Linked DNA regions of Mus musculus: all the other regions are linked to region 2. Evidence: chromatin contacts called from public promoter capture Hi-C data. All regions are on one chromosome and are shown on one strand. The core of a region is the stretch at or near the end of the contact, and the rest is flanking DNA. Distances in the headings are between cores, read along the strand shown. Region 1 holds the start of Rpl23a (ribosomal protein L23A). Region 2 holds the start of Utp6 (UTP6 small subunit processome component). Region 3 holds the start of Rskr (ribosomal protein S6 kinase related).

Evidence for each region. Promoter capture Hi-C pulls out the DNA fragments that hold promoters and counts their contacts.
Region 1: a promoter capture Hi-C map of liver shows a contact between it and region 2, with 3 times the contacts expected there. The contact joins the promoter of Rpl23a here to the promoter of Utp6 in region 2. A contact is called at or near these places in 2 of 39 promoter capture datasets (liver and pre-B cells), 1 of 115 datasets of contacts at active chromatin or transcription factors (astrocytes) and 1 of 9 other capture datasets (liver).
Region 3: a contact with region 2 is called in a promoter capture Hi-C map of embryonic stem cells, with 5 times the contacts expected there. The contact joins the promoter of Rskr here to the promoter of Utp6 in region 2. A contact is called at or near these places in 5 of 39 promoter capture datasets (embryonic stem cells, hippocampal neurons, liver and 1 more), 1 of 115 datasets of contacts at active chromatin or transcription factors (embryonic stem cells) and 1 of 9 other capture datasets (liver).

Annotation. Positions count from the first base shown.
Region 1 is chr11:78,180,913-78,184,974 of GRCm38.p6, reverse strand. Rpl23a (ribosomal protein L23A) reads left to right here and starts at 1,391. Exons shown (of 5, transcript NM_207523.2): 1 at 1,391-1,456; 2 at 1,989-2,172; 3 at 3,382-3,558; 4 at 3,752-3,821; 5 at 3,978-4,040. The coding sequence starts at 1,432. The coding sequence ends at 3,992. Snord42b (small nucleolar RNA, C/D box 42B) reads left to right here and starts at 1,862; the gene lies at 1,862-1,916. It overlaps Snord42a (small nucleolar RNA, C/D box 42A), which reads left to right and starts at 3,629; the gene lies at 3,629-3,673. Snord4a (small nucleolar RNA, C/D box 4A) reads left to right here and starts at 3,219; the gene lies at 3,219-3,288. It also overlaps a transcript of Tlcd1 not described here.
Region 2 is chr11:79,961,106-79,964,692 of GRCm38.p6, reverse strand. Utp6 (UTP6 small subunit processome component) reads left to right here and starts at 2,306. Exons shown (of 19, transcript NM_144826.3): 1 at 2,306-2,475. The coding sequence starts at 2,384.
Region 3 is chr11:78,289,552-78,293,041 of GRCm38.p6, reverse strand. It overlaps Rskr (ribosomal protein S6 kinase related), which reads right to left and starts at 2,201. Exons shown (of 12, transcript NM_001287206.1): 1 at 2,103-2,201; 2 at 1,373-1,618; 3 at 1,204-1,287; 4 at 1,012-1,080; 5 at 568-637; 6 at 244-348; 7 at 48-88. The coding sequence starts at 2,159. 2610507B11Rik (RIKEN cDNA 2610507B11 gene) reads right to left here. Exons shown (of 39, transcript NM_001002004.2): 39 at 2,417-3,238. The coding sequence ends at 3,059. It overlaps Gm3948 (predicted gene 3948), which reads left to right. Exons shown (of 4, transcript NR_166889.1): 4 at 1-199.

The DNA.
Region 1 (4,062 bases), core at 142-2,641, 1.8 Mb after region 2:
CGAAGAGCAGTCGGGTGCTCTTACCCACTGAGCCATCTCACCAGCCCGAACTACATGATCTTAAGTGTTGACCGTCCTTCTAGTCCTTCTAATCCCTTAAACTGTATTCTTCCCAGTTGGTACTGTTATAGGCTTCTGACACTGCAAACTTCTTCCCTAAGACTAGAAATTGCTCACGAACTGAAATTTTAAGGACCTTAACACAGCTACCAGATGCTATAACCACCCACTGTTTTAGACCTAGGGGAATAAACATTTTTCTTTTAAAAACTACAACTCAAGCCGGACGTGGTGGCGCACGCCTTTAATCCCAGCACTCGGGAGGCAGAGGCAGGCGGATTTCTGAGTTCGAGGCCAGCCTGGTCTACAAAATGAGCTCCAGGACAGTCAGAGCTATAAAGGGAAACCCTGTCTCAAAAAACAAACAAAAAACAAACAAACAAACCAACAAAAAAAACCTACAACTCAGGCCACGTAGTGTTGGCACAGGCCTTTTAATCCAAGCACTCAGCAGTCAGAAGTATGTAGATCTTGGTGAGTTCAAAGCCAGCCTCCTCTACAGAGTGAGTTCCAGGACAGCCAGAACTAGAGAAAGAGAAACCCTCTCTCGAAAAGAACAACTCAAAACGAAACAAAACAGAACAGAACAAAACCAAACCAAAACCTAGGGACCCTAGGGTAAGAACACTGGCTGATCTTCTGAAGGTCATTAGTTTAAATCCCAGCAATCACATGATAGCTCACCGGTAATGAGACCTGGCACCTTCTTCTGGAACAAATGAAGACAGCTACAGTGTACTTAAGTATAATAATAAATAAAATAAATCTTTGGACCAGAGAGCAAACGGGGCCGACTGGAGTGAGCAGAGTTCCCAAAAATTCAATTCATGCTGGGCAGTGGTGGCGCACGCCTTTAACCCCAGCACTCCGCAGGCAGAGGCAGAGGCAGGCAGATTTGAGTTTGAGGTCAGCCTGGTTTACAGAGTGAGTTCCAAGACAGCCAATCTACACAGAAAAACCTTGTCTCGAAAAACAAGAAAACAAACAACAAAAAAATTAATTCCTGACAATCACATGAAGACTCAACCATCTGTACAGCTACAGTGTACTCATATACATAAAGTAAATAAATCTTTAGAAAAAAACAAAAACAAAAAGCCAAAACCTACAATTCCCCCAGAGAAACCCTGTGTCGGAAAACCAAACTAAACCAAACCAAAAAACGCCACATTTCCCAAGAAGCCCTTTCAAAGGGAAAGGTGGCGCATGCTTGGTCTCCCACTCTAGGGAATTAAATGGAACTACAATTCCCAAGAAGCCTCATATTACAGTTCATCCAATCAGTGCTATATATAAGCTATCGCGAGACTTTTATGAGCCTCCATTCTATAAGCTCATGGGAATTGGGCTGGGCCATCCTTTTCAGCCAAGATGGCGCCGAAAGCGAAGAAGGAAGGTATGTTGCGGTATGGGAATCTGTCAGGTCGGTCTTGGATACCCGCAGAGCGAACTCGCGGGGAAGAAGAATGCCCGGCTAAGCCATGGGGGGCTTGTTCTGTGGCTACTGTCGCGACTAGGCCCCGCTGCGGGGTATGAGGACCGCGTGGGCCAAGCCGCATGGGCTGGTTCCAGTGCAGGGGATTGGCAAAGCCACCGGGCCGGCAGCGGCCGCCACTGATGGCCAAGCATTTGACTTTGGGAAGCTCCTTAACATCCACAGGGTGGCGCTCCGGGTCTCCAGACCTATAAGGGATTAAAAGTAGTCCTTATTCGCCCTTTCCCCACGTTAAATGGGGTTATACGCACCCACGTGATGGTACAACGGGTTAATTATCTTTGCCTGTGGTATCGTGCATATGATGGAAAAAATCTGAAGTCTCCTGAGACCTGTGATGTCTTCAAAGGAACCACTGATGCACATGCTGGCAGGACGGCCGGAAGGGGTCACTTTACGAATGCCACACTTAATTTTAATTGTCCTCTCCCAGCTCCTGCCCCTCCCAAAGCCGAAGCCAAAGCGAAGGCCTTGAAAGCTAAGAAGGCGGTGCTGAAAGGCGTCCACAGCCACAAAAAGAAGAAGATCCGAACGTCACCCACCTTCCGGCGGCCCAAGACCCTGCGGCTCCGGAGGCAGCCAAAATATCCTCGGAAGAGTGCGCCCAGGAGAAACAAGTCAGTAGGGACCCTGGACCCAGTAGCATGTAGTAGGGCATTAGGAGTTCTTAACGTAGCTTCCCTTATAAAACACAATTGTTGAAGGAGCTGGTGCGGTGGAAGTGTGAGGTTATTTAGTCAGTGTTTGAAAGTTGACTTCAAAGAGATGTTGCTTATCTTGGTTCCAAGTGATAGGGGACTTGTTGGAACACAGGAGAGTGTTGATTAAGATGTCCAATTGGGGAGTGATGGCCTTCGAATAGTGTTATGAAACACACTTTTTTTTTTAAGATTTATTTGTTTTTTTATTTACATGAGTACACTGCAGCAGTCTTCAGATACACTCACTAGAAGGGGGCATCGGATCCCACTACAGACATTTGTGAGCCACCGTGTGGTTGCTGGGAATTGAACTCAGGACCTCTGGAAGAACAGTCAGTGTTCTCAACAGATGAGCCATCTCTCCAGCCTGAAAGACACTTAATTGATCAAATTCTGACGCTACTCAAAGGAAGTTTGAGAGAATGCTTACTGAAAAGTGTTTTGTCTATGGGGGAAGTACTCACCAGACACAATTCATTGCCTATTTGTACCTAGAATTTTTGAGTCATTACTTGGCAGTTGCATAAGTAAAAACTTGGCTTTTCAGAATCTTAAGAAAAAGTTGTTTCCTGATAGCTCAAGGCCAATTTTAGAGTTGCATTGTTTTCACCATGCTTGGTGGTTATTCTGTAATGCTGGGTGGTGGAGGCTAGAGAATCTCAAGTCCAAGGTCATCTTGGGGTTCATGTCTCAGATCAGAGGGGCGGGTGTGAGTGAGTGTGGCTCTTGGATTTCAGGCTAGCTTGTGCTGTATTGTGAGCCCCTGCCTCAACTACACTCTTGGGGTGTAGCCAACCTCTAGCAATTGAGCACAATTTTCTCTATAGTTATTTATTTGATCTGGTCTCATAATAGTAAATGTGGAACTCCAGTGGATAAATGCATAAATTAAACTTGATTCTTTAGTCAAGAGAATATACAGGATTTGACTGTAAATGGGAAGTTGAGCCCATAGTGGTTTGGGTGCATGTGATGACATTATTTAGCGACCAAAGTCTGATAAAGATGATTGTGATCTATTGTCTGATGCACCTATTCTTTCCTAGTCTGGTTCTAAAGTAAACCATGTGTTGAATGCTGGCACCAGGGCAGCTAACTCCATTTTCCTCTCCCATCTCTCCCTAGGCTTGACCACTATGCTATCATCAAATTCCCACTGACCACGGAGTCAGCCATGAAGAAAATAGAGGACAACAACACTCTTGTGTTCATTGTGGATGTCAAGGCCAATAAGCATCAGATCAAACAGGCTGTCAAGAAACTCTATGACATCGATGTGGCCAAAGTCAATACCCTGATAAGGTGAGTTGGGCCAGGCAGAGATCAGAAAGCTTGTGGGCCTTTACTTAAGCTCTGTGCAAATGATGGAAAACTCAATGTTTGGAAAAGAATGACACCAACAAAGGAACCACTGATGCTGAGGAGGGATATGGGAAGGGTGTGGGAAGGGCAGGGGTTGTGAGCATCTAACTCTGAGGCTTCCTTCTCCACACAGGCCCGACGGAGAGAAGAAGGCGTATGTTCGCTTGGCTCCTGATTATGATGCCCTAGATGTTGCCAACAAGGTAAGCATAATCATTTCTCTGTTTAGATGCTGCATCAACAGCAAATCTGACTGCACTCTCTAACAAGCCCCGCCCTCCCTGTCCTGTCCTCCCAGCACACTTAACCTTAAGGAATTCAGCTCCAGTAACTCAGCTCCGTTTTGTTTTGTTTTTCAGATTGGGATCATCTAAACTGAGTCCAGATGGCTAATTCTAAATATATACTTTTTTCACCATAAATAATGCTGCTTGTCATTTGTCG
Region 2 (3,587 bases), core at 1,057-3,556:
AAACAAACAAATAAAAGCCAAGCACAGTGGCCCACAGTGCCAGCACATGGGAGATTCTGGCTGATCAGGATCAGGAGTGTAAAGCTATACTAGTGAGTTATGTGAAATAAAATGCAAACTTCATGTAAATGTGTTTTAGAGACGAAGGCTGGTAATTTTTCCTTTTCTTCTTTCCTTTTTTTTTTTCCGGGGGGGTGAACTGTTTCTGAGGATTGAGCTTAGGACTGTCTGTGTTCTATCACTAGCCCACTGAACTAGATGTCCCCTCCCATCCCCATTCCTTAGTAGGTGTTTTCAGCCTTCTTAGGTTGATATAATGGTGATGATGATGATACAAAATAGAGTTGTGTGTGATATTGCATGCCTTTATCTCAGCACTGGGGAGGCAGAGGTAAATGGATCTCTGAATAAGAGGCCAGCCTGGTCTACAGAGAGAGTTCCAAGACAGCCTGGTATGCATAAGAGATTCACTATCTCAAAAACCAAACCAAACCAAACAAACAACCAAACAAAGATGGCCACCTGCCTCTGCCTCCCAAATGCTGGGATTAAAGGTGTTCACCACCAGGGTCAGCTAAATGAATAAAACACTGGGCTGGAGAGATGGCTCAGCCTGTAAAGGCTAGGCTCACAACCAAAAATAAAACATTCATGTGATTCACATGAAGATCACAGCCTTGCTCATAGTACTGGGCACATAGTGAGACAGCTGTTATTATGACAGGCTGAGGTGAAGAGACGATTTTGTCATTTTTATTATAGTAATTCTTAAGGCAAGATAAGTATAACAGCTAAATATCAAAACAACAGTGGAGAGCACAGTTGAGAACTGTAGTTAGCAAAAAAAAAAAAAACCAAAAAAAAAAAAAACAACAAAGAACTGTAGTTAGCTCATTACTCTCTGTCAAATTTGTCTGGAAAGGAAGGATTACAATCTGTCAGGCTTGTTGACTTCCTTGAACTTAAAGAAACGTTATAAATGCCTTACACTTGCGCATTTATTTGTTGATTTTTTTTTTTATTATTACAAGCTTCCTGCCCACACTGGACTTGCTGTTCACAGTCATCCCCATTCTGACTAATAACAACAAGTCCTGCGTTACTATTACAAGGAAACTGCATCTTTAATTTACATACATGATTTCCTTCCATGTCTCAGATCTTAGATCTGAAAGGGCTGGGAAGTGATGAAGCTCACATTGACCTTTGTGTCAGTTCTGAGGCCAGTGGGACAAGATGTGAAACAGAAAGGGAAGGAAAGCAAGGAGCTGGGTGGCTCTGGGTGACTATGAAGTCTAGTTCCCTCTCATAAATCACGTAGAAGACCGGGGTAACGACGTGAGTGTTCTAATAACAGGTCTAGCAAGAAGCCCTGCTTTGGCTTTTTATCATCTTCCAGAACTTAACAGAGAAGGGAACCACAGATTTTTTTTTTAAGGTGGTAGTAATTATACAGCAATGTTGCTTCCAAGGTGGATCTCTTAGAAACACTAATTTGCTTGGACAATGTTGTAAGGAAGATCTGTGTAAATATTGATCTATTTCACCAACTTTCAAACTTTTCATTGTTTTCTAAAACAAATGACAGTTTCTGCTATTTATCCAGTGCCTAAAATTTTGAAGTATTTTGTCTACATAGGTCAAGATATTTATTTTTAATTTAAAAACCGTGTGTGTATTCACGTGGGCGGGCACACGCGCCATAGAACGCGTGTTGAGATCAGAGGATAATTTGCAGGAGTCAGTGCTCTCCTTCTACCGAATTTAGGTTGCCAGGCTAGGTAGCACGATGGCCCTAATTATTTAAATAATACATTTTTTCTCACCATTTTAAAAAGAACCAACCATTCAGAGGCTTTCATTGGGACGTGAAAATGCACGGTTACCATACTGGTTTCGTGAAGCCAGCCGACTAAGACCAGGGCAGCTGGTCCGCAGCCTTAGAGCCTCATCGAATTTGCATAATTAACAATATCGTCTTCAGTTACATTTTTTAGTTTTCAGTGTTCTCGGTGACGAGAAGCGAGAACCTGCGACAGGAGCATGATAAAAACAAATGACTTCCAGGTAGCGTACTTAAAGCTCCTATCAGGTATTCCGGGAGGAGCTTTTTCCGGTCTCCGAGGCGCGAGGATTTAGCCCCGCCCCCAGCCCCGCCCCCGCAAAAGATGCATTCCCAGACCGGAAAAGGTTCTTGCTGCAATCCTATAGTCAACCACAGGGAGGCGACAGCGGCTTCGCTAGAAAAGAGGGGCTCCCCAATGGCGGAAGCGGAAAAGGCGGGACTTACGAAGCACGTTCAGTCAATCACTAAGAGTGAGGCTGAAAGGTGGCTGTTCTCTACGCTTATCGGCCGCCCGGCTGCTTGTGAAGTTCCAGCCTCATGGCGGAGATAATTCAGGAACGTATAGAAGATCGAATCCCGGAGTTGGAACAGCTGGAGCGCATCGGACTCTTCAGTCACGCGGAGATTAAGTGAGAGAGGATCAGGGAAGAGGAAGGAGCGGGGAGGCCGGAGGGGAGCTTGAGGCCAGTGTGTGGCGGGGACCGGCGTGCTGACTTTTCTGAGTTTGTTTGTAGCTACCATGCTAGCAGAGGGAAAAGTCCGTGGCTGGAATTTGACCACGGTCAGAATTCAACTTTAACGTATTGCAATGCGATCCATAATCAGTCCGTTTACCCTTCCTACTGACCGTCATCCAATGGTCAGGGTCTTGCGGCCGTAAAGGTGATCCAGCCAGGATCCTAGCCCGTCAAGGATACTGGGCAGTGTGAATGGCGGGAGAATTCCGATTAGAAAATGGTTATAGTTTAAAAGTTTGGGGTATACAGCTTTAGATAGTCGAGTACAGCGCCACGGAAGCCCAGGGGGAGTGGGTAGGTCTCCCTAACTAAACTTATAGACTGAAGACCATTCAATTCATTTCCTATGCTTCTTTAGCGCTCTGCCACAGGGCACGGAATATAGTTGGCATTTGGTAATTTGGTAAAATCAGTTACTTTTAGTGATTTTCTGTAACAGTTTACTTTTCTATGACTCTAGATAAAAGTGCAGTAGTAGTGTGAGTGTAGGATCCGCAAAGAAAAACGTTAGGAAACACCGCGAGGACGCTTAGAAAGTGCTAAATGTTGCCCGGAGTCAGGGCACCGGCCTTCAATCCCAGGACTTGGGAGGCAGAGGTGGGCGGATCCCTGTGAGTGCTACCTGTCTGGAAAAACAAGGGGGGCGCGGTGCTAAATGTGTTACCATTCTTAAATATTGTCTTGAGTATTCTGTTTTTCTTAGAACACATGTATGCTCACTCCTTTGTCGTAATATTTAGTTAGAGACAATTTAGGTTTTAAGAATTTACATGCTGAAAATAGACCCAAGATTTTAGGATAGAGATTTGGTTAACAAAAACCTAAGCATTGAAGCTAAGAGCATTGCAGAGTGCTTGCTTAGCATGCCAACGCCTTGAGTTTGATTCTAGAGAATGTATACATACACACACACACACACACACACACACCCCAAGACAAGCCCCTAAGTAGCCTAAATTTGGAGGAGAAATCTTTGTTAGTATGTATAAATAATAAAAAGCATT
Region 3 (3,490 bases), core at 952-3,451, 1.7 Mb after region 2:
ACTTCTTGAGATCCTTGCTCAACTTAAGAGAAAAGACTTAACTCTACCTTTACATCACGGTGGATGATACCCAAGTCGTGGAGATAGCCTGTGGAGAACAGTGGGCATGGGTGTGTCTGCCAGTTTCTTTGTAGCCCCTATCTCTCCTCTATCCTGACTTCCAAAATTAAATATTAATTCTGTTTCTCCTCCCCACTAACTTAATTTCCCCCTTTTTATTTCCTTTACCACATTTGCACTTACACAGTACAAGGACCAGTTCAGCTGCAAAGAGACGGATAGAATCCTCTGGAAACCAACCAACAGTAGACCACAGGGAGTAGAGATCCATGCTGCAGTAGCTACACACTGCAAAGTAACACAAGTCTAGGCAATACTGAGGTCTATACATAATGCCTAGGCTCAAGGCATTATGGACCTCCTGCCCAAACTAATGCCACCATCTGTTTCCCTCTTTTGGAATATAGAAATGTTATGAGGAGTGGAGCCAAACAAAGGCAGAATAATGTCAGGTGGGGAGGGCAGTATATGGATCTTTGGGGGTGAAGACAAAGCTCAGTCACTCACTAATAAAGAGGTGTTGTTTCCCCTGCCAGCTGTCCCCCAAACTGTGTACAAAAGGATGGTTGATCTGTCGCTATGGACAAAGAAAACAGCAAGTTAGGAAAACAAGCTTCTTGATGATAAAGGCAGCTAAGAAATCACATGTTGCCTTGTGTAGAAGTGAACTGCTGCTTCACCTTCTGATTCAGAACTCATTTAGGACTCTTGGAAAACCTTGGAGCCAGCACACTGCTTAGGAGCACACCACGATACACTGTAGAGTCCCCTGGCAGAACTTGGAGCTTGTCCTCAGCTAATAACTACTTTTCTCAGGATTTACTTTGGTGCTATCTACTCCAGGACGGACACATACAGGGAAGGTAGACCCAAGAAAACCAGGTAAGTTGGAAAAAGGTACTTTCTCCAACAAATTCAGGTCTCCAGCCATGCTTTCAGAACTCTGCATACCTGGATGCTAACCTCTTCTTTGCACTGCCTCAGCGTATCCCGCTGTAGAACTTTTACTTTGGGCACCACCTATAAGTGTAGAGGCATGGTAACTCATGAAAATCATGCTATTTTAACTTGTTCCCCCTAATCTCTGGAACTAAAGATTGTAAACAGGATCTACTGAGTAAGCTACATCGCTTGACTTCCTACCTTCACTGCAAATACAGCTTTCTGGGCACAATCTAGCACTTTCAGGACAGTTCCAAACGAACCTTTAGCCACAAGGCCTAAAATCTGAACAAAGAAGAGGGAAACTGAGACTGGTTGTTTGTAGATTCCTCCCTAAAACAGACACTTCCCAGGGGCTATGGTGACCTACCTTCAGCTCCTGCTGCTCCCTAACAGGCCTCACGGGAAACTCTGGTAGAAAGAGGCTGATGAACTGAGGCACTGGCCACTCAGACTGAGGCTTCTCTAGTAGCAGTGGGGCTGGCTGGAGCAGCTCCTGATGTAGGCACTGATGCCTCTGTAGTCCCCATAGTTCTTCCAGACCTGACCTGATGGTCCCCATACCACACCAGAGGCTCTTCCAGCCTTGGACCCAGTGACCCTGGATGTTGTCACCCTGCTGAGAAGGGAGCCATTCTAAGCCTGCTCATGAAGCACTGCAGGTTCTGCCCATCTTAACAGGCACCCCTTCCTCTAGTCTTAACCAATGCTGTGGTGACCCCCAACCATAAAACTGTTACTTCATAACTGCAGTATAAGTACCTGATATGCAGGATATCTAATGTAACCCGTGTGAAAGGAGTCACAACACACATGCTGACAACCACTTATCTAGAGGGAAGGAAAATTCCCAGGCTTTGTGATGTGACCTAAATTTCCTTGACTTAATTCAAAATCTCCATGACAATAACAGGTTTATGTTTTCACAACAAAACAGGAATACAACCTGTGCATAAGTGAGTTCTATAGCCTTTATGCCCACCCCAACAATGGATATCAGTGACAGTCTCCTAACTGGGCACTTTCTAGCCTCAGGCCCCTACATCTTTCATTTCCCTCCCATAGGCAGCCAGAGCCTATACCAGAGCCCCATACCCTACCTTCTGAGGAGCAGACACCCGGGTGTGTTGTCCCTGCCGACAGCTTACTGCTCCCATTTCCAGCCTCTGCCTCTTTTCGCGCTGCTAAATCTGTTGTCCAAGTTACATAAGCAATTCCTCCCTCTGATGCTGCATTACCCATGAGCCCCACCTCTTCCAGTGTACACAGACCCATCAGCTTTAGGTCAGCATCATACCCAAACTGGGAAGTATATGTGATTGTGGTAAGACTTCAAGGCAGAGGAGAAAGACAAGACCAGTCATTACTGGGGCAGTTAAAAAATGTGTTGGGTTAGTGAGGAGGGAAGGACACAGACAACTTGAACGCTTTTACTCAATACAATTAAAAAAGGCCAACATCAAATTTAAAATATTTTTTCTTTAAATCTCTTTTTTCTCCATTCTCCTGGGCATACCCCAGGGAGGAAAGTAAGGTACCCATGGCCAGCCCTGGCTCCTAATGCCATCCTCCCAAGTGAGCACAGACTGGGAAGTTTATCCCCCAAACCCAACACCTCTTAGACAACAAGGCAGTGGAGTGAGGCACAGAGGATCAGACTCCTTCCCTTAGCTTATTGGCACAAAGGGAGAGCAATTACATTTAGAAATATATATATATGTTTTATATATATATATCTTTATAAAAATTTATCATACTTGATCAAAACTATCCCCCAACCCTTTCTGTTGCCCCGAAAGAGCAGGATACTAGGCTTGGACACAATCCCTGGGTCTTCTGGTTTTCTTGCCCCTGTGGCCCTGGGTCTAATCCCATGAGAGGGAACCCAGCGCTTTGTCCACCATGCCCTGCAGGGACAGGCCAGCTGTTGAACAATGTCTCTCAGTTCCCATATGCCCCACAAATCCTGCAGGATGAAGGGAAGCTCTGCCCACCCTCAAGTCCCTGGATCCTGAGCCAGAGTCAATTCTATACTGTAGTCACTTGGGTCTCCACATCACTTGCGCCTGCCGAAGATGGACTTCTTGCCAGGGTTCTTGTCGCCCACACTTAAACCAATGAGGAGCCGAGCTTTCTCTTCTTCCTGCTGTTGCATGTTCAGGTCACACTTTGTTTCTAGCTTTCCCCGGACCTCAGACCCCGTTGCAGGTTTCAGCCTTAGTTTTTCTTTGATTACCTGGCAGTGGAAAGGAATAAAAGGAAAGGAAAAATTAGTGAAACGGGGTGTACAATTTAAAGTGAACCAATTCAAAGATTTATTAAGCTTATATGTAAACACAAAAGGGCACTTCAAAGTATATAGATAATAGTCTGCTTGTAAGAAGCTTACAATCTAATCAGAACCATCATAAAGCTGATGTTGTAGAAGCCCTTAATTCCCTCAAAATTAATGAGTCACTAGCATACCAGGGCAAAGGCATGGACAAAC